Regions from separate parts of the Mus musculus genome. Here region 2 is linked to region 1. The links are chromatin contacts, called in public Hi-C maps. All regions are on one chromosome and are shown on one strand. Each heading gives the region's core, a stretch centred on a gene start, on an enhancer-like site or on the middle of the called end of the contact. The rest is flanking DNA. Distances are from core to core; before and after follow the strand shown.

Region 1 (5,248 bases), core at 1,690-4,189:
CTCTGAGCTGTTGCTGTTAACCCCACAGACAAACTGCCTAACACTTAAAGTAAAATGGGGGCGCGTGGAGCGTGGGGGGGGGCAGGGGAGGTTTCAAGTCTTTCAACAGAGAAGTAAAAAAAAAAAGGCAGTGATTTACCAAACTTTAGCGATTAGATTATGAAGATATATAAAGGAAGATATTAAATATTAAGTTGTATGCTTACAGCAAGGCTAAACCATTGGGGGGGGGGGTACAACCTGTGCTCTTTGTGTATTTGCTAATGTATACTAGTAGTGAAATTAAATGGCTATGTGCTTGCCCTAGCAGAGAAGGAGCGAGTGACCGGAAGCCTTTTTTTTTCTCCATGAATAATAAGACTAATATTTGGTAAGGTGTGCTTTGCAGGGCGGGAGGGGAGTGCCTTTCTACCCGCATATCAATATACCTTAGGGGAAATGTTTCAAGGCACCCTGGTACACAATAAACGTACATGCAACAGTTCTCCACTCCAAGACTCCCCACCACTACCACCCGCCTTCCTCCTCGGATTCATTTTACAGCAAAACAATAGCAACTCCTGTAGCCCTCCGTTTCTGCTCTTTGAATCCTGTCCAGTGATTAAGGAGGCTCTCAGCAGGCTTCACTCTCAGGAGCCATATGCAGAGTTACTTGCCAGAAGCCTTGGGAGGGCAAAGGCCTCTGCAGAAGTACACAAAGCCTCCGTAATCCCCATCAGCGAGACCCTCTTGAACTGTCGCTTCATTTTCCGGTCAAAGAACTGTCAATCTCGAGATTTCAAGCTGTGGCTGCCCTGTGAGCCCTGAGGGGAAGACCTGTGTCTTTTGCCTGGTTTAGGCACAGCTCAAGGGTGGTGCCAGAGAGCCCCGCAATCTAGTCTGGAAATCTGCAGCCCAGAAACTGCCTGGAGCACCCCAACACTTTCCAAACCGCCCCCCCCCCCACACACACACCCGGTTCTCCTTTTCAGGGCGAGGCTTTGTACACCATAAGCTGCCTCCTAGGGTTCTCTCCACCAGGTTGAGACCACAGCCACCCTTGGCTAGCCACAGCCCCGCCCCCTCGCGCTGGTTCAGGCTGGGCGGTCTGCGAGCGGCTTTTGCACCATAGCATTTATTTACCAGTGCGGAGCAGGCCACAACTCTACAGACCACATCACATAGGTTGCAGCCAGAGATTGGAAGGTGGGGTGGGTGGAGGGGGGGGGCACAAAGGCCGGGGTGTGGCGGCGAGTCTTTTAGGTTCGATAGCTTTTTCTGTAAGGGCATTAGTAACTGTTAGCTCAAAGGGTCAAGCCCACATGTCCACTGAGACTCTGGTCTGGAGAAGCGGTTAGGAACAGAGGATAGCCCGGGCCCGGGGGGTTGGGGGGAGCTCAGTCCTAAACAAGCGCCCGCATTTGTACTAAAAAGATGAGAGGCAGCCACTAGAGTTTTGAACCTCCCTCCAATCCTCCCCGCTACCCCGTCACCCTTTCTACACGCTCCCTTTGGGGACCCCAGACTGTGCTTTAGAGTAGCCTGCAATCTCGGCCAGTCGGTGGTGTAGTGAACCTGAGACTTGGTAAGTGTCACCCAAGACTCCATCTGAACCCCGGGGGCTGGACTTACGCAGTTGTGCTCAGTCGCTTGAAAGTCCCAGCTGCAGCTCCTGGCGTGCGCCTGGATCTCACTCATCCTGAAGAGGCAGAGAGCCGTGGTGGCGGGGGAGCGCCTCTCCTGGCCCTCTCCAGTGGCCGCGCTGAACACGCCGGCCCAGATGTCCACAGCCTCCACCAGGCTGGAGGAAAGCAGTAGGCGGCGGCCCTCAGGGTGGCCGTGGTCGCAGTCGAGGGCAGCCTGGCCCTGGAACAGCACCTCTGTGCTCTGCGCGATGCGCGCCATGCTGGGCCAGCCGGTGGCAGCGCCACTCGTGTAGTTGTAGGGATAGTAGGGGAAGTAGACACTGCCGTTCCAGAGAAAGGCGTCCACGAAGTGCAGGCTGCCCGCACTACCGCGCAGTTTCAGGCGGCCCAGCTCCTGCGTGGCCAGACTGCGCCCCTCCGTGTTCTTGAGCGCGATAGCCGTGTCGCGATCGGATGCTGCGGGGTTGCAGCGGTTCGCGGTCTCCGGCTCCGGCAGCACATAGGTGGCGGCCACCGCCAGGTACCAGAGGTCGGTGCCACTCGCGCGGTACACCACACCAGCCGTCGAACCCTGCGGGTGACATGACACCACCTCGGTGCCGTTGCGCAGGGAGCTGCGGTTCAGGTTGCCCAGGGGCCGCACCTCGCAGGCGCCCCGGTCGAAGGTCCAGCCGGTGAGCAGCAGCCCCTCGAGGCCGGTCGCCCCCTCGCGGTAGGGCAGCAGTAGCTTGCTGAAGCTGCTCCCGGGCCGGGGCCGCGCGGGGGGCGCCAACGAGACGGGCTCCGTGCAGTTGCCCGCTTGGTCCCGGTATAGGCGAGAGAGCCTGTTCTTCAGGCTGTAGTCCAGCTGGTCCAGGCAGCTGCCGCTCGCCACGAACACGCCGTCCGCCCGGCTCGCCGCGATGGCTCCGATGGCTTGCTCAGATCGCCACACCGGCTCGTCCGCGCCCCGGGCGGGCGCTGCCAGCGCCAGCAGATAGGCGATCAGGGGCAACGGTGCGGCGGGGTACGGGGGGCGCGGCGGCGTCTTCCTCCGGGAGACCTCCATGGGGCTAGGGGGGCCGCCCCCGGGCAGGGCGCGCGGCAGCTCGGGCAGCTCAGGCGCGCGGCGACGGAGACGCGGGCGGCGGTGGCGGCGGCGGCGGCTCCTGCGCGCGCTCGGGCTCCCGCGGCCGCCCCATCCCCGCGGCTCGGCCGGGAAGGAGTGCAGGGAGGACGGCGCGCGGCGGGCTCGCTCCGGCAGCCTGTGCCGCGGCGGCAAGCCCTGCGCGCTCCGGAGACGCTTCCTCCTCGTCCGCCTTCGCCGGAGAGTTCCTCTGTGCGGCGCGGGCGCTCGCGGGGAGGCGCGGAGGGGAAGGGAGGGGACGGGCGGAGGGGAGCGAGGCGGGCGGGGAGGGCTGGAGAGGTTGGGTGCGCTTGTGCGTTTCACTTTCCCATTGTGAAAGTGGGATGCAACTGGCCCCTTCCTCATCCTCTTCCTCCTCCGCCCTCCGCCTCTCGCCCGCCCTCCCTCCACGCCCATCTCCCCTCCCTTCTTGATTCGGTGAGATCGGGAGGAGGGAGGTCTCGTAATTTGGGTTACTGTGTAGGTGGCCTCTTTCATCTATTCATAACAAAGCTGAGCCGCCTGCCGCGGCCGCCGCGGCTGCCACCATCGCCCCTTGCTCGCCCCGGGTTCCCCCGGCGCCGGAACCGCGCACCGAGCTGGCTCCCGCGCTCCCCAGCCCGCGGGGCTGCTCCAACGCCCGGGTTTTGTTTACGAGAGCAGCCCCGGGCAAACGCGAGGCTCGCGGAGCCAGGACCCAGGGTCGAACGGGTTGCGGCGGAGGCCCAGGGCTTGAGCCCCTGGGAGGCTGCCAGGGCGGCTGACAGGTGTGGAGCGGCGGGAGGGGGGCCTGAGAGATGCGCCAGGGGGCTGGGGCCAAGCGGGAGGCGGCTGAGGGGGACCAAGACGCCCCTGTGACCGGGGGTGGGTTTCCCTCGGTCAGAGTGAGGTAGGAGAAAGGCGCCACACTCTCGTTGTGGACAATCCCTCGGGCCAGAGCTCTCATATTTGAAAAGGCTCCCTGGTCTCCCTTGGCAACGGAGTCCCAGGCTCTCAGATATAGCACTTAGAAAGTTCTGCTCACTATCTAACCCTAGTGACAAAAGCTAACATTTATTGAGAACTTGCTCCGTTCTGGGCATAGTTCTAAATGCACCATGTAGATTTTGATTCACTTGATGCTTGGGACAAACAGTATTAATTAGTGACTTGTATCAACCCTACTCGGCTTTTGAGAAAGGTCTTGGAGAAGCTATGGAACCTGCCCGGGTACAGCTGTTAGCAAATAGCACAGCAGAGATTCGAATCCACACCTCACACCGGAGCCTCTTACAGGTTTCTTGCTAGTCCAGTGCCACCTGTGGCCACTAAACTACACTCCCCAGAGAATAAAGGCAAAGGTACATTGGGCTCAGCAGCCAGGGCTCGCATCTCAAGAGTCCGGAGCTCTCTTATGTTTCTAGAGGGGCTCCCTCCACCACTTCATCCAGGTAGCAACTGTCAGCTGGGGTGCTCCCCCCTTCCCCCACCTCGCAAGCCACCGAGAATTTCTGGAACAGAAAGATCACTGTGCTCTGGGGAGCAGGCAAGCTCATGTTTTCTCAGAAGTGGGCTTCCCAGAGGCAAGCCTTGGTGCCTTCAACTCTGTGGTGAATGGAGAGGGAGCTAAAGACCCGTATGGGTCCTTAAGAAATGATCTGCATTCTTCCTAGATCTTCCTAGGACTGCAACTGGTTGCTGTGTGATCTTCTCTTCTTAGCTCCAAGTCAGCCAAGCTCTGGATAGGAATCTGTATTGTTTTTTAAGGGGGCTCTGAATGAGCTTCCTCACAGGTCACCTGCTGCAGGTTTTACACTTCCACAGAACTGCTTAGATCTGTTCCTCCCGCTGCTGAGATGGGAGCTTCGAAAGGCAGAAGGGAGGAGAAGGAACTGGGCAAGAAGCTTGAAAGTCTAATCTAGATGTACAGTACAGTATTAGGGGGTGGGTGTAGCTCAGCCAGGCCTTGACTTCCATTCTCTCTGCTGTACACACACACACACACACACACACACACACACACACACACACACTATTCCTTCAGCAGTGGCTTTTAAAAGATGGTCCGTGGCCATCTTTCCATGTGCAACCTCCTCTTTGGGGACTGGCTATCCTTGTTTCTCTCTGCTGATGGGCAGTGCCGATGCTCTCAGATGTTAGCTGGAGGTCACCTCTTCTGTAGTGTCAGAAAGTAGAGGAGAGAAAAAAGAAGCAGGGAATGTAGGTCTAGGTTGATGTTAATATGGACCTCTTAAGTGAAGCAAATCAAGTGGCTTACTTGCTTAAAAAAAATACCCCCCTCAACTCATTCTCCACCACTTGGAATATTTTAAGAATTTTTTTTGCATCACTCAAATCCGAAAATAAATAAATAAATAAATAAATAAATAAATAAATAAATAAATAGCAAAATAATTCCTCTCCAACATAGGGCATACATGCATCAGTCTCCTATAGTCACTGTGGCTGACTCACAGATGGGCTGTGGCAGTGTTATGGGCCAAGAAGCAGCATTCAATTCCATTTTGGAGATAGCCTT
Region 2 (5,248 bases), core at 1,527-4,026, 80 kb before region 1:
TTAAAACTCAAAGAGGAAAATGGAAGTTTGAAAGGCTTCACAACATTAGGGTTTAGTAGTCATCTCCTGAGCCTGCCCCCCAAAGCACAAGAAACAACAGAAAAAAAAAATAGGCAAATTGGACTTCACTGAAATTAAAAGTTCTATGTATCAAAGAACATGACTAGTTCAGGGATATAACTTAATGTAGAGTACTTGTCTGGTGTGTGTGAGGCTGTGGGTTTGGGATGTTGCAACACACACATATGATCATGCACACACACACACACACACACATATATATATTTATACATATACAGATATATATATATATATACACACACATACATATTTAAACACACATGTACACATCAGACATACACACATACTCTCTCATACTCTCTCTCTCTCTCTCTCCCTCTCTCTCTCTCTCTCTCTCTCTCTCTCTCTCTCACACACACACACACACACACACACACACATTCAACAGAGTTGAAAGATAACAGAATAGGAGAGGAATACTTTCAAATGTTGTATCTGGCTAATCCCTAGAATATACTTCTTGTGCCCAAAGGAAGAAAACAAGTTAACCAGTCAAGTCAATGGGAAGGAGTTTAGCAGAGGACTTCAGCCAGTGAACAAGCAAATGAAAAGGAGTCAGAAAGCGCATGGAGCAGACAACCAAAGTCAGTGAGGCTGCTGCTCACATCTGTGAGTACAGTAGTGACCAGACCAAACCAAACAAAACAGGAAAAGGTCCGTGAGAATTCGAGAGACAGAAACCCTTGAACCCTGTTAGTAGAACCCTTGGCTAGACAGAGTACCGTGCAAGACAGGATGGTGGCACTTAGTAAAAAGAATTACAGTGTGATCCAGGAGTCTTAACTCTGTGGTGTTGAGCAAAAGAACTAAACAGGGTGGCTCTAAGAGTCAGTTGTATGCCGGTGTTTCTAACTGGGCTTGTCCTAATGCCTAAATGGTGAAAGCAAACTGAGAGCCTGTGGTTGGGGGAATGTATAAATAAAATGTGTTCTATACATATGCTGGAATATTATTCAGCCTTCAAAAGGAAAGAAAGTCTAATCCGTGCCACAACACAGTGAGCCTGGAGGGCACAATGATAAAGTAAGCCTGTCACAAGAGGCAAACCCCTCACACAAGGTGAAGATAGAATAGGGGTTAGAATAGAATAGGGGTTTACAAGAGTCTGGGGGCAGGGTGAGGGCGGGGCCGGGGTGGGATGAGGGCGGGGCCGGGGCGGGGGGAGGAGTTACTAAATGAGTATTGAGTTTCAGTCTGGCACGATGAAAAGTATTGCAGTGACTGGCTGTACATGCAGGGTGAAGGAATACTTACATTACGGAAGTGCACACTAAAAATAGTGAAGATGGTAAATCTCATGGTCCCTGCAGTTTACCAAAACTGAAAGCCACCACCACCAAGCTTAATTAAAAGACAAAAGCTTCTCACTTCTCCATCCAAGCTCCTGTCACTGCATCTTCATTTTTTACAAACCACGGAGACCAGAGGAGCAGCCCACCACTTAATTAAGTCTCAGAGACTCAAAGGCCGGAGATATTGGCACACCAAGGTTCACTAATGCTTTAATTAACTTTATAATCCATTTGGGTTCACAGGCCCTCAGCCTGTTACTTAATTCACCTAAAGTTACTATCAACTTTTCAGTAATGATTGAAAATGTGCTCCTTATTGGTGTTGACACTTGACCTTAAGTAGCAGCAAATGGCTAAATCAGAGCCCCAGCCTGGTCAGAGAGTAGAAAGCTGGGCCCTTGGAATTTCTTCCAGTGCTGATCTTAATTTGACAGAGTCGAAAGAGAATGAGGGAGGGAACCTGTCCACTCTGTGTGTGTGTGTGTGTGTGTGTGTGTGTGTGTGTGTGTGTGTGTGTGTGTTACCACATGTAAACAATTAATGAACTTCTAGCAACTGGAGGGAGCCAGTACGGAACTAAACAGAGTTACATGTGTCCTGTGCGGAAATATTCACATGGTCTCAGACCATCTTTTTGTATATGACTGATATCTAGGCTGTGGTAATTATAACTGTGAAGACAAAGCAAGAGAATTTTCCAGGAAACTTTCATGGGAAAAAAACCTCCGCCACTTTTGAGACAAGGGAGGGAGGCACATATTCTTCAGCTGTTCTATCTTGATGTTATTAATGATGGGGTCAATCAACTCCATAAATCAAATCAAAAAATAAGCAAGGTCAGTTTGCTTATTTTGCATAGATCCCTAACCACACACACAGTGCTGGTCATTAGTGAAGTCAGAGTATCTGGTTGGAACTGAGGTCAGCTCAGCTGTCCGTTGTACTTTCCCCAGTGAGCCACAAAGTCACCTTTACAATTCCACTTCTACTGGAACCGCATCATTTTTCACAATTACAAAGTTTTAATTTCTCTTATGTGAATGTGAAAGCCTTTGATGTATTGAGCCAATTATGTGAAACTTGGTTTAAAAATGAACTAAAAAAAAAAAAGTGTGTGTGGGGGAGGAGGGACTGAGGTTATAAGATGGGGAATTTTACAACAGAAACCCAAAGTAGTAAGAGTTGTTATTGCCATCAAAAGGGGATTTTGTCTTTCCATTACCAGCACCAAAGTTGAGCCTGACCTGCACAGCCCCGTCAGTTCTGTTTCTCTTGCTCTCCTTGACTCTTCCTCCTCCTGAGTCCTTGGGCGACTTCTCCACAGCAACTTGACAGAGCTCCTGCATTGGAGAACATCCCCTCAGCATGGGAGTGTGACACACAGAAAGGGGTGGGGCTGTGCGCACGCAGGCACTTGCTTCCGATAGATCTCTGTCATATTTCGAAATGTCACTTTACCTGATTCCTCTCATAGTCTGATGGTTCGCAGGGGGTGAAGGGGTGGATGCATTTCTTGTCCCGTTTACACCAAGCACAGCCGCTTCTGATACACGCCGGGCATCTGGTGACACGGAAAATAAACAACTTAATTTCTGTACTTTGAGGGAATTATTCATATTCTAGAAACTTCCCTCGGTGGCGCTACAGGTTGAGAACATACAGGAATGATACTACTATTAATAATAAAGTCTTTGACTAGCTAGGGGGACAAAGGGAGGAAGGATTTCCTTTGAGGTTGGAGAAGCGAGCAAGGCTTTATGTGTTTCTCTGGGAAGCCCTGTGAGTTGATGGATTGTCATCACACTTACAGAGGTGTTGCCATGGAGACCTGAAGCTGGGGTCACCCGCTGGTCTGTTGATAACAGGAACCCACTGAATCCGATTCTGAACCTGGTTGCTATTTGCCTACCCTCAGGTAAGCCTCCATAAAGTGAGATCTTTCTCTCCCGGCTGCCACTCAACGGATCAGCAGAGCCCGCGCTGTCTGGAGCAGCTGTGCTGCCCACAACACGGTGTGAGACACAAAGCATTTCCTGGCAGGCAGAGAGGATGGGGCACCACTGTTTGCTTTACAACCAAAGGAAGAGTTGGACCTGAGAATCAAAGGAGGCATTTGTGCGTGGGTGACTGTGGAGAGCCTGAGAATGCCCTCCATGCATAAGGAATGATTGGAGATCAGGGAGAGACATTATTAATAGAAGAAAGATCGGGGCTGGTCTGGAGAGCTGTCCAAGGGATGCCTCAAGAAAACTTAGCAGGAGGTGATGAGGAAACCGGACAGAGGGAGTACACTTGGCCTGGAGTTCATATATGCTCCGGAGATCCTAACAGACAGAAAGAAGTTCCCTGAGGGCAGAAAACAGACTACATATCAGGGAGGAAGCCTGTTCCCCAAGGAGTTCCCTGAAAAGGAGCTCTCTAGGCTGGTGGATCTGGCTCTGAGGTCTGGTATATACCTAGCATTGGGACCCTGGGGTATGTCATTTCCTTCTACCTGGGCTCTAGAGCAGGGGATCTACAGCAAGACATCTTTAAACTGTCCTTGCACCCCTAATTTCTACTTCATTCTCTCTTCCTTTTACCTGGGTTGGAGTTCTATTTTTCTTCCCTAACTTCGCTCTGCTTCTTAGACAGCAATGACTCTCTGTGGCCTTGCAATGCACCTCTTTGGAAAAGGTAACTTAACACCATCTGACTTCACTTTTTCCTATAGTGACTTCCGGGCCAGGCTGGAAGCTGTTCTCCTATGCTGATGTCCAATCACATCCCAGAATGGATAACACACCTCTGGTAATACAGCCCACCAGTGTCCTCTGTCCCAGCTGCAGAGGATGGGCCTCTGAAGAGACTATTTCCTCTGCCTTTTCTCTGCTTTAGGAGCCAAGAGGGAGCTGTAGTCCAAATTCAAAGGGTCCATAGCTGAATTGGGGCCAATAGTAAATAAATGGAAGACACAGGGCTGGGGTCACTAAGTGGTAGACTTGCTTAGCATGCTCAAGGCCCACAAGTCCAGTTCCCTAGCACCACAGAGAGAAAGCAAAATGGATATGCCTTTTTGGTGAAGGAGACTTCAACTTGTCCTCATTCGCAAGTCTTACTGCTCTGTCCAAACTCCCAGAGCCATTTGCATTATGGGAGTTAGTGGTATTCCTTACTGATCCTTTCTTCAGGGATCCTCCAGGTCTGGGGAAAATACCTTTCCCTGTTGATAGGGACACCTTGGCGCATGCTCTCTGAGGCTGCTCCAGTTTTCTTGTTAGGGCTTGAACGAGTGAGCACGGTTTATTACCGCCGTGGCTCTCCTAGCTCCCGTTAGGCCATGCTCCAAAAGGCACTTTGGAAAGTTCTAGTTCGCAAAGGAGTTCTTTAGGAAATCGAGGAGCAAAACAAATAAATTTAAAAGCAATGAGAACATTTAAAAGTCAAAGCCAATCTTACTCTTTTAATGACGCACAGTTGGTGAAGTTGAATCTTTCTGATAAGTTCCAAGACGGAAAGGAGAAGGTCGCATTGACAACTAAGACATCTGGAGGAAAAGAAAGGGAAGGGAAAAGGCATTCATCGTGGGTCCCCGCCATAGTCAAGCATAGCTGGAGATGCAAAAGGAAGAAAGAAATATTCTTGCCTTTTCTACACAGAGGGCACGGGTGTGCCAGCTGTTCACCAACATTTCAATCAGTGTGTGGCTCCTTCCCCATGGGCCATTCATGTCAGGCAGCCGCAGTGCACAGCATAAGCCTCCAAACAGACTGAGCCTGATGCTAGCTCCAAGGCTCCCACAGATAATCACCAGGAAAAGCCATTTTACAGCCCATTTACATCCCATGCTCTCGCTGGGATCACTACCTCAGCTTGTAATTGGCCAAGGCATGAGA

What was found. A called contact is a pair of places that touch in the nucleus more often than the background predicts.
Region 2: a Hi-C map of Th1 cells shows a contact between it and region 1, with 4 times the contacts expected there. The contact joins the enhancer-like site here to the promoter of Plxnc1 in region 1. A contact is called at or near these places in 5 of 39 promoter capture datasets (the 3T3-L1 cell line, the HPC-7 cell line, hippocampal neurons and 1 more), 2 of 15 datasets of contacts at CTCF or cohesin (CD8 T cells and the G1E-ER4 cell line), 21 of 484 Hi-C or Micro-C datasets (B cells, CD8 T cells, the CH12 cell line and 12 more), 15 of 115 datasets of contacts at active chromatin or transcription factors (CD8 T cells, the HPC-7 cell line, bone marrow-derived dendritic cells and 10 more) and 3 of 9 other capture datasets (adipose tissue, embryonic stem cells and liver).

Annotation. Positions count from the first base shown.
Region 1 is chr10:94,941,906-94,947,153 of GRCm38.p6, forward strand. It overlaps Plxnc1 (plexin C1), which reads right to left and starts at 2,940. Exons shown (of 31, transcript NM_018797.3): 1 at 1,612-2,940. The coding sequence starts at 2,673.
Region 2 is chr10:94,862,100-94,867,347 of GRCm38.p6, forward strand. It overlaps Plxnc1 (plexin C1), which reads right to left. Exons shown (of 31, transcript NM_018797.3): 7 at 4,812-4,899; 8 at 2,832-2,934; 9 at 2,618-2,713. Among named protein-coding and RNA genes, the nearest start is that of Plxnc1, 80 kb to the right of the region's middle. Within about 2 kb of position 2,777, at least 26 of the 459 cell types and tissues checked have an H3K27ac peak or open chromatin away from gene starts, as enhancers often do. A contact at or near this core is called in Th1 cells and memory CD8 T cells, where this site is marked.